2 separate regions of the Mus musculus genome follow, and region 1 is linked to region 2. A link is a contact called in public Hi-C data. All regions are on one chromosome and are shown on one strand. Each heading gives the region's core, a stretch centred on a gene start, on an enhancer-like site or on the middle of the called end of the contact. The rest is flanking DNA. Distances are from core to core; before and after follow the strand shown.

Evidence for each region. A called contact is a pair of places that touch in the nucleus more often than the background predicts.
Region 1: a contact with region 2 is called in a Hi-C map of liver, with 2.1 times the contacts expected there. The contact joins two enhancer-like sites. A contact is called at or near these places in 1 of 39 promoter capture datasets (liver), 1 of 15 datasets of contacts at CTCF or cohesin (the NIH/3T3 cell line), 6 of 484 Hi-C or Micro-C datasets (Sertoli cells, liver and muscle stem cells) and 2 of 9 other capture datasets (adipose tissue and pancreatic islet).

The regions. Positions count from the first base shown.
Region 1 is chr10:4,736,619-4,739,566 of GRCm38.p6, reverse strand. All of the region lies in intron 2 of Esr1 (estrogen receptor 1 (alpha)), which reads right to left. Among named protein-coding and RNA genes, the nearest start is that of Esr1, 28 kb to the right of the region's middle. Within about 2 kb of position 1,341, at least 4 of the 459 cell types and tissues checked have an H3K27ac peak or open chromatin away from gene starts, as enhancers often do. A contact at or near this core is called in liver, where this site is marked.
Region 2 is chr10:4,603,157-4,606,304 of GRCm38.p6, reverse strand. No RefSeq gene overlaps it. Among named protein-coding and RNA genes, the nearest start is that of Esr1, 110 kb to the left of the region's middle. Within about 2 kb of position 1,309, at least 6 of the 459 cell types and tissues checked have an H3K27ac peak or open chromatin away from gene starts, as enhancers often do. A contact at or near this core is called in liver, where this site is marked.

The DNA.
Region 1 (2,948 bases), core at 92-2,591, 130 kb before region 2:
CTAGTTCTCTATCCCAGAATGACCTTGAACTCATTATATAGCCCAAGCTGACCTCAAACACATAGTCCTACATCCTCAACCTATGGATTATAGGTATGTACTCGCTAGAATTTCCTTCCGTTTTCAAACTTAACAATATACCACAGCATATACTTATCATATTTTGATAAAAATATACATATTTGTATGTATGTCAATATATTTGTATATATTATAATATATATTTTAAACATTTATACATGTATAATATATTTATATATGTATGTGTGTCATTTCTAGCTTTCAGTTATTGTGAAAAATGTTATATGAACATAGCTATACAAATATTTCATCAAAACCCAGATTTTAATTCTTTCAGATATTCATAAACAGAATTCCTAGAACATAAGACAATTCTATTTATATGTTAGTGCATAGTTGTGGGTGTAGGTGTAAGTGCACGTCTGCATATGCATGTGTGGGAGTCAGCCTCAGGAACTGTCCCTGAGGAACCACCTACCTTGCCTCACTGAGACCTGGAACTTGCCCGTTAGGATAGGTTGAAAGCCTCAGGGACCTACCTGCCTGGACCTCTTCAGCACTGGAATTACAAACACAGGACACCATGCTGGGGTTTACAGGAGTGGCAAGTGTTGAACTCGGGTCCCCATGCTTGCTCAGTAAGCCCTTTACTCTTTTTCTAGTCCTATATTTATAGCGGATTAAAGTATCTGTCATGAGTTTTTCCATAATGGCTCCACCATCTTACATTTCCAACCAGCACAAACACTTTCCATTTGTTGTCTCTAGCTGGCTCGTTTTGGTGGTGATTTTTCTTGTCGCTCTTGTTGTTTGCAGTCATCCCAATGGCTGTAAGGGGGAATGATGGTACTTTTAAGGTTTTATTTGGCACTAATCCCTCTCCTGCAGCCACTCTTAATGTTCAGAGCCTTGAAATAGCTTCTTCTTGTTCTAAACATCAGTGGTTTGCCTGGACTTGGCCTCTTCTGCTAAGAGCTACACTATTCTTTCTGTTGGATGCCTTCCATCTCTGGTGCCTCAGCTCAAATACTGACTCAGCAAGCACTGACAGTAAGTAGATGGATCAATAAGTGGATGCGTGGCACAACCAGTTTCACAATATAAGTGGAATATGTAAAAATCTGTGTCTAAGCTATCAGTATAAAAATAAACAGGAAAATTCTGGAGAGCTACAACAAATACCTGCTATCAGCAATGTGTTTCTCATTAGACGTGACATTGAGATAACTCCAGAATACCAAAAACTCAACTGTGAACACAGCTACAAAAGCAGAAGGGACACCAAAGAAGAAGGGGGAATGTTTGCTGTCCATTATGCAATGTGTCAACCAAGATAGAGATCATGCAAATAACATCAGCAATCATACTAACTGGGCACATCCTTGTTCTAGAAAGATGTCATGAAACTTCAACTAGATCAGGGGAAAGAAGAGAGGAGAGTTTCCCATGGGTTGCAAATCCCTATGGCATCTCCCGGAGGTATTCAAGTAACTTGAATATCCCAAGGGTAAAATCAATCAAGCACAATGGTCTACATAGGGCTGTTGCCCCAGGTGCAGCAATTGGCTTGATCATCTGTAATTCAAAGCAGCAGAATGTAAATCTATATCTGGGATCAGAAGTTATCACAATTCTGAATCATTAAGAGGCATCTATGTCTTGGAATAGATTTGATAACAATGGTGGTAGTTAGGATGAGTCTACAGTCAACCTGACCACAATGGTGGGTGCTGGAAAAGTCTACACCTTAGTGCAGACCTAATCATATTAATAGGTCATTGGAAGATGACTACACTAGACTTGATCACAACAGTAGGTGTGCTGGCTAGTTTTATGTCAACTTGACACAAGCCAACAGAGTCGTGAACATGGGATTATCTGACATATAACATATAACATATAACATGGGATCATCTGACATATAACATATAACATATAACATGGGATCATCTGAGTGCCTATGGCTAGATTCAACCCAACAGACAAGCCTTGTGACAGGTACTAGTCCCACCTCTTTCTGCTGATCACTACCCAGCCCTAGTCCGTGCACCTGTCAGATCTGGCATTGTCAGCCTCATATGTCCTTGGTAGGAAGTTGTCAGCTATGTCACCATCCATCTTTCTTTAACTCTCTCAGCTTCAGAGTCCCTGCCCACCTTGCTTTCCTTTATGCTCCTAGAACCAAAATCAGTTGCTCTTACCCTCTTCATGTTCATGTTAGGCTTTATCTTTCTGGATGGAAGCCTCACAAACACTAACCAGGTCTTTGTCCCTTTATTGTAATTAAAGATAAATAAATTGTTTAGCAAAATTGCTTTAAAATCTTTTTTCTTATAATAGCCTTTCTCACTGAATAGTCCAGAAATCTTTAAAGCATTGCAACGAGCACAATGACGAGAGAAGATGATAGTAGTAGTGAAAGGTGGACAAAAGCAAGAAAGAGGTCAAAGGAGAGGAAGAAAAAGATGAAGAGGAGGAAGAAGAGATGGAGACGCAACACCATCCACCTACAGAAACTGGGAGCCCACTTGCCTCACTTTGGTTGCACTTGTATTACATTAATTGATTTCTAAGTATTCTCAAGAGTTCATCCCACTGACAATATAATACATACTAAAATGATCTAAAAGCGTTTATACAAAGTCTAGAGGGCAGACTCTCTTGAATCGATTAAAGTATTGCATAAGAAATATTAATTGAAAAGATTTTCATTAATCCAAAGGAAAGTATGAAACTCAGTGTAATCAAACACTGCTATTTTTCCAATCATAAATAGTAGGACCAGCTATTCAAAATCATTATCACTACTCTGCTAGCCTAGCCTTTTTAGTATGTATTTAATGCAGAAAGTCTTAGATTCCAGAAGAGATTTTCTTTTACAAAAGAACCAACAAGTGTCCACTCCTTAGAAAACAGTTTAATTGAAT
Region 2 (3,148 bases), core at 60-2,559:
AGATTACTAAATAATCTTAAGTGGGAAACATGCATAAAGTGTATAATAATAAAGGTCTTTGTATGAATGTGTTTCACATCATTTCTATTTCAACTAAACTTTGTCTGATTATTACATAATGCCAACTCTGTTTCATAAAACCACCCTGTACTCCACTGGTTTGCTCTCTTCACCCTCCAAGACAAACACCCACACGGGTAGTTCCAGGACACTTGGAACCCCTAAAATCCTACCTGAACTCTGGGCACATAAACACACGCATTTTTCTGAAGGAAGAGTCTGGAAACTTCGTAGGATCTTCTCTGAAGCCTACACAAAGTTGAGAATCAAATGAATGGTGCTGTCACTTTAAATCAAAATCACAGTCACATATGTCATTTCTTCACGATTTGTAAAAACCTCACCGAGATTCAGAGTGAGTGCCACATGCAGATCCAATCTGACCCTCCTGCTCACACCAGGCAAACATTGTATCGCAGGAAACAAAGATGTGAGAGTAGTTCTTGGAAAATCAATGATGTTATCTACTTTCTCCCATAGAAGCACAAAGGAAGTAAAAGGAGAAGGAAGGCATAGACACGCTATAAAAGAGTTGCCTGGGTGTGAGAAGATAGTTGATGGGATGCCCAAAGCACATAGTAGGACACAAAGGCCTGAACAGAAAGGATTACAGTATCAGAAAGTTTCCCTATGGAGGGCTAGGCGAGGGGAAGATATCTCTGTGAGGGTTTGTGACTCCAGACTCTGCCCTTTCCAGTGCCTTGTGCAGGGCTCTGTCCTTAGGAGACATCACTTAAACAACAGATGTCAGGCTTCAAATGATAAGTAGGTTTTCCAAAGCCATGGCATTAACTACAAGTAGAAGCTGGCTTTCTATGCATTGAGATAATTAATAGGTGTCCTGGTAAAATCCATACTCTAAGGAAGATGCATAAATGAAGCTCTGGCTAGTGTCCAGCTGTGGGCACCATTCAACAGAGTAGCCATTCCCTCAAAAGCACAGGAGTGGAGAAGGCAGCCTGGGCCCTATGTGTGTATGAACTATTTACACCCTGTGTGTGTATGAACAACTATTTACTCAGGGGAACAAAAAAGAGAAAAAGAAGAAAAAGAACAGTGTTTGAACCAGCAGGGTTAGAGTTAGGTTATGTAATGCTGCAGGCAAGAAGAATAAGGCCTATTTTTTTTTCCTCTTTCCTGGAGAACGGTATTGTGAAATAGTCCAGGAACAACCACCAATTTCCACAGTCGTGGGTGCTTCTCCAGGTTTCTGTCTGACAAGGTCAACAGTCAGAGCCCTGGCAATGGCCTTACACCCAAGAACTCAGATGATCCTCAGTAACCTAGCAGGCCTAAAGCAATCTAAGGACAGTGCTTTCAGAAGGCACTGAAAAGGGCAGAGTCTGGAGTCACAAACCCTCACACATACATCCTCCCCTCACCCAGCCCTCCATAGGGAATCCTTCTGATACTGTAATACTGAGTTCAGGCCTTTGTGTCCTACTATGTGTTTTGGACATACCAACCTGTCAGACCAATAGGGAGTGGGGGAGATGACACCGACACAGGCATGGGGCAATGTCCAGGATTCTCTTAGTTGTTTTGAAACCACTTCCACCCACTCATACTCAGGTGTCTATGCTGCCTCTCACACATTGCACAACCTTAGAAAGGATCATTATTTTAGGGTCTGCAAAGCAGGCCCACCAGAAGTCAAAACAAAAATCACTCAAAGCTGTGCCCAGGCAGGGCTAGGACCAATGCATCACCGCTACAGGAGCTGAGTAGTGAGTGGGGGGTGGGGGGAGCAGTGGTGCTCGTGTTTAAGGGGAAAGTAAGAAGTTAAGATCCAGACCAGGAGAAGAGACTATAAGAGATGAGTAGACAGGACCAGAGTGCTTTGAACAAAGTGACCCGAAGCCATCCCAGGCAGTGTAGGCATGTCTCAGTCAATAGAAATAAAAGAGCTTCTAGCTTTCCCGTGGGTAGGGAATTCCACCCCTGGGAGACTAGGAGTCAAGGCAAGACTTGGTCACAAGGGAACAAAGCTACCCCAGTTGCTTGGATAGGTTCTTAGAGATTGTGTATTCCAGTTCATCTTTTCCAACCACAAATCATTCACTGCATACCCACAGTGTGCCAGGTACCATTCTGACTGTTGTGTCCGTGGAAACAAATGAAGAGCTGACCTTGCAGAGATTAGATTCCCATACAGTAAGGGTAAGATGCAAATTTTTATGGATTTAAAGTTTATATTCCACCTACCCCTCCCAATAAAAAAACCTCATATGCATGCTGAAATCTTAAAACCCAAATAGGTGGAATTGGCAAATGGTTGTTGGTTCATGAGGTGGGGGCTCTCCTGAAGGACTAGTGCCTTTGTAAAGGAGAGTTATTGGGGTCTTTTCATTGTATAAAACCACAGGAGGAAGATAATTTCCAGGACCCCAGAAGGGAGCCCCCATGAGGACCAGAACATACTAGTAAATGGATGGATCTCAGTCTTCTAGCTTCCAGAACTATGAGAAATGTCCACCTTTTAAGTCACCTAGATTATGATATGTGTTACAGTATCCCAAGCTGATGAATATTATAGTCAATGAGATAGACAGACATGGTCAAAGGATGCTGGAGATGAGATAAAGGGGTGCATGGAATAGAGACAGGGAGGACACTCACTTATACCTCACATATCAGGGAACACAGGAAGCTGGCTAGGAAGCAAGCGCTCCTGTCTCTTCTTACGAGCTCCATCATACTGATCTCCTCCTAACACCTCCTGATGCCATCCCGTCATAACTCATAATTTCAACATATGACTTTAGGAAGGACCCTAGCATTTGCCCACAGCAGGAGCTGGGAAGCGAAGGTACTTAGATAAGAGTGGGAGTGGTAAATGGGGGCCTCTTCTTATATGCTGGGTTCATTTGAAAGGCAGAGCCAACATGATTGCTGACAGATTAGATGCCTGGTAAAAAGAAAAGAAGCCAAAATGACTCCAATGTTCAGACCTCAAGAAATCCCAATGCAAACCAAGCATCAAGAGAGACAGGAAAATCCCCAAAATGTATAGGTTTAAAGGAAAAAAGAAGTTTCCAGAATTTAGTTTTAGACATACCAGATTTGAGGAAGCAATTAGATAACCAAA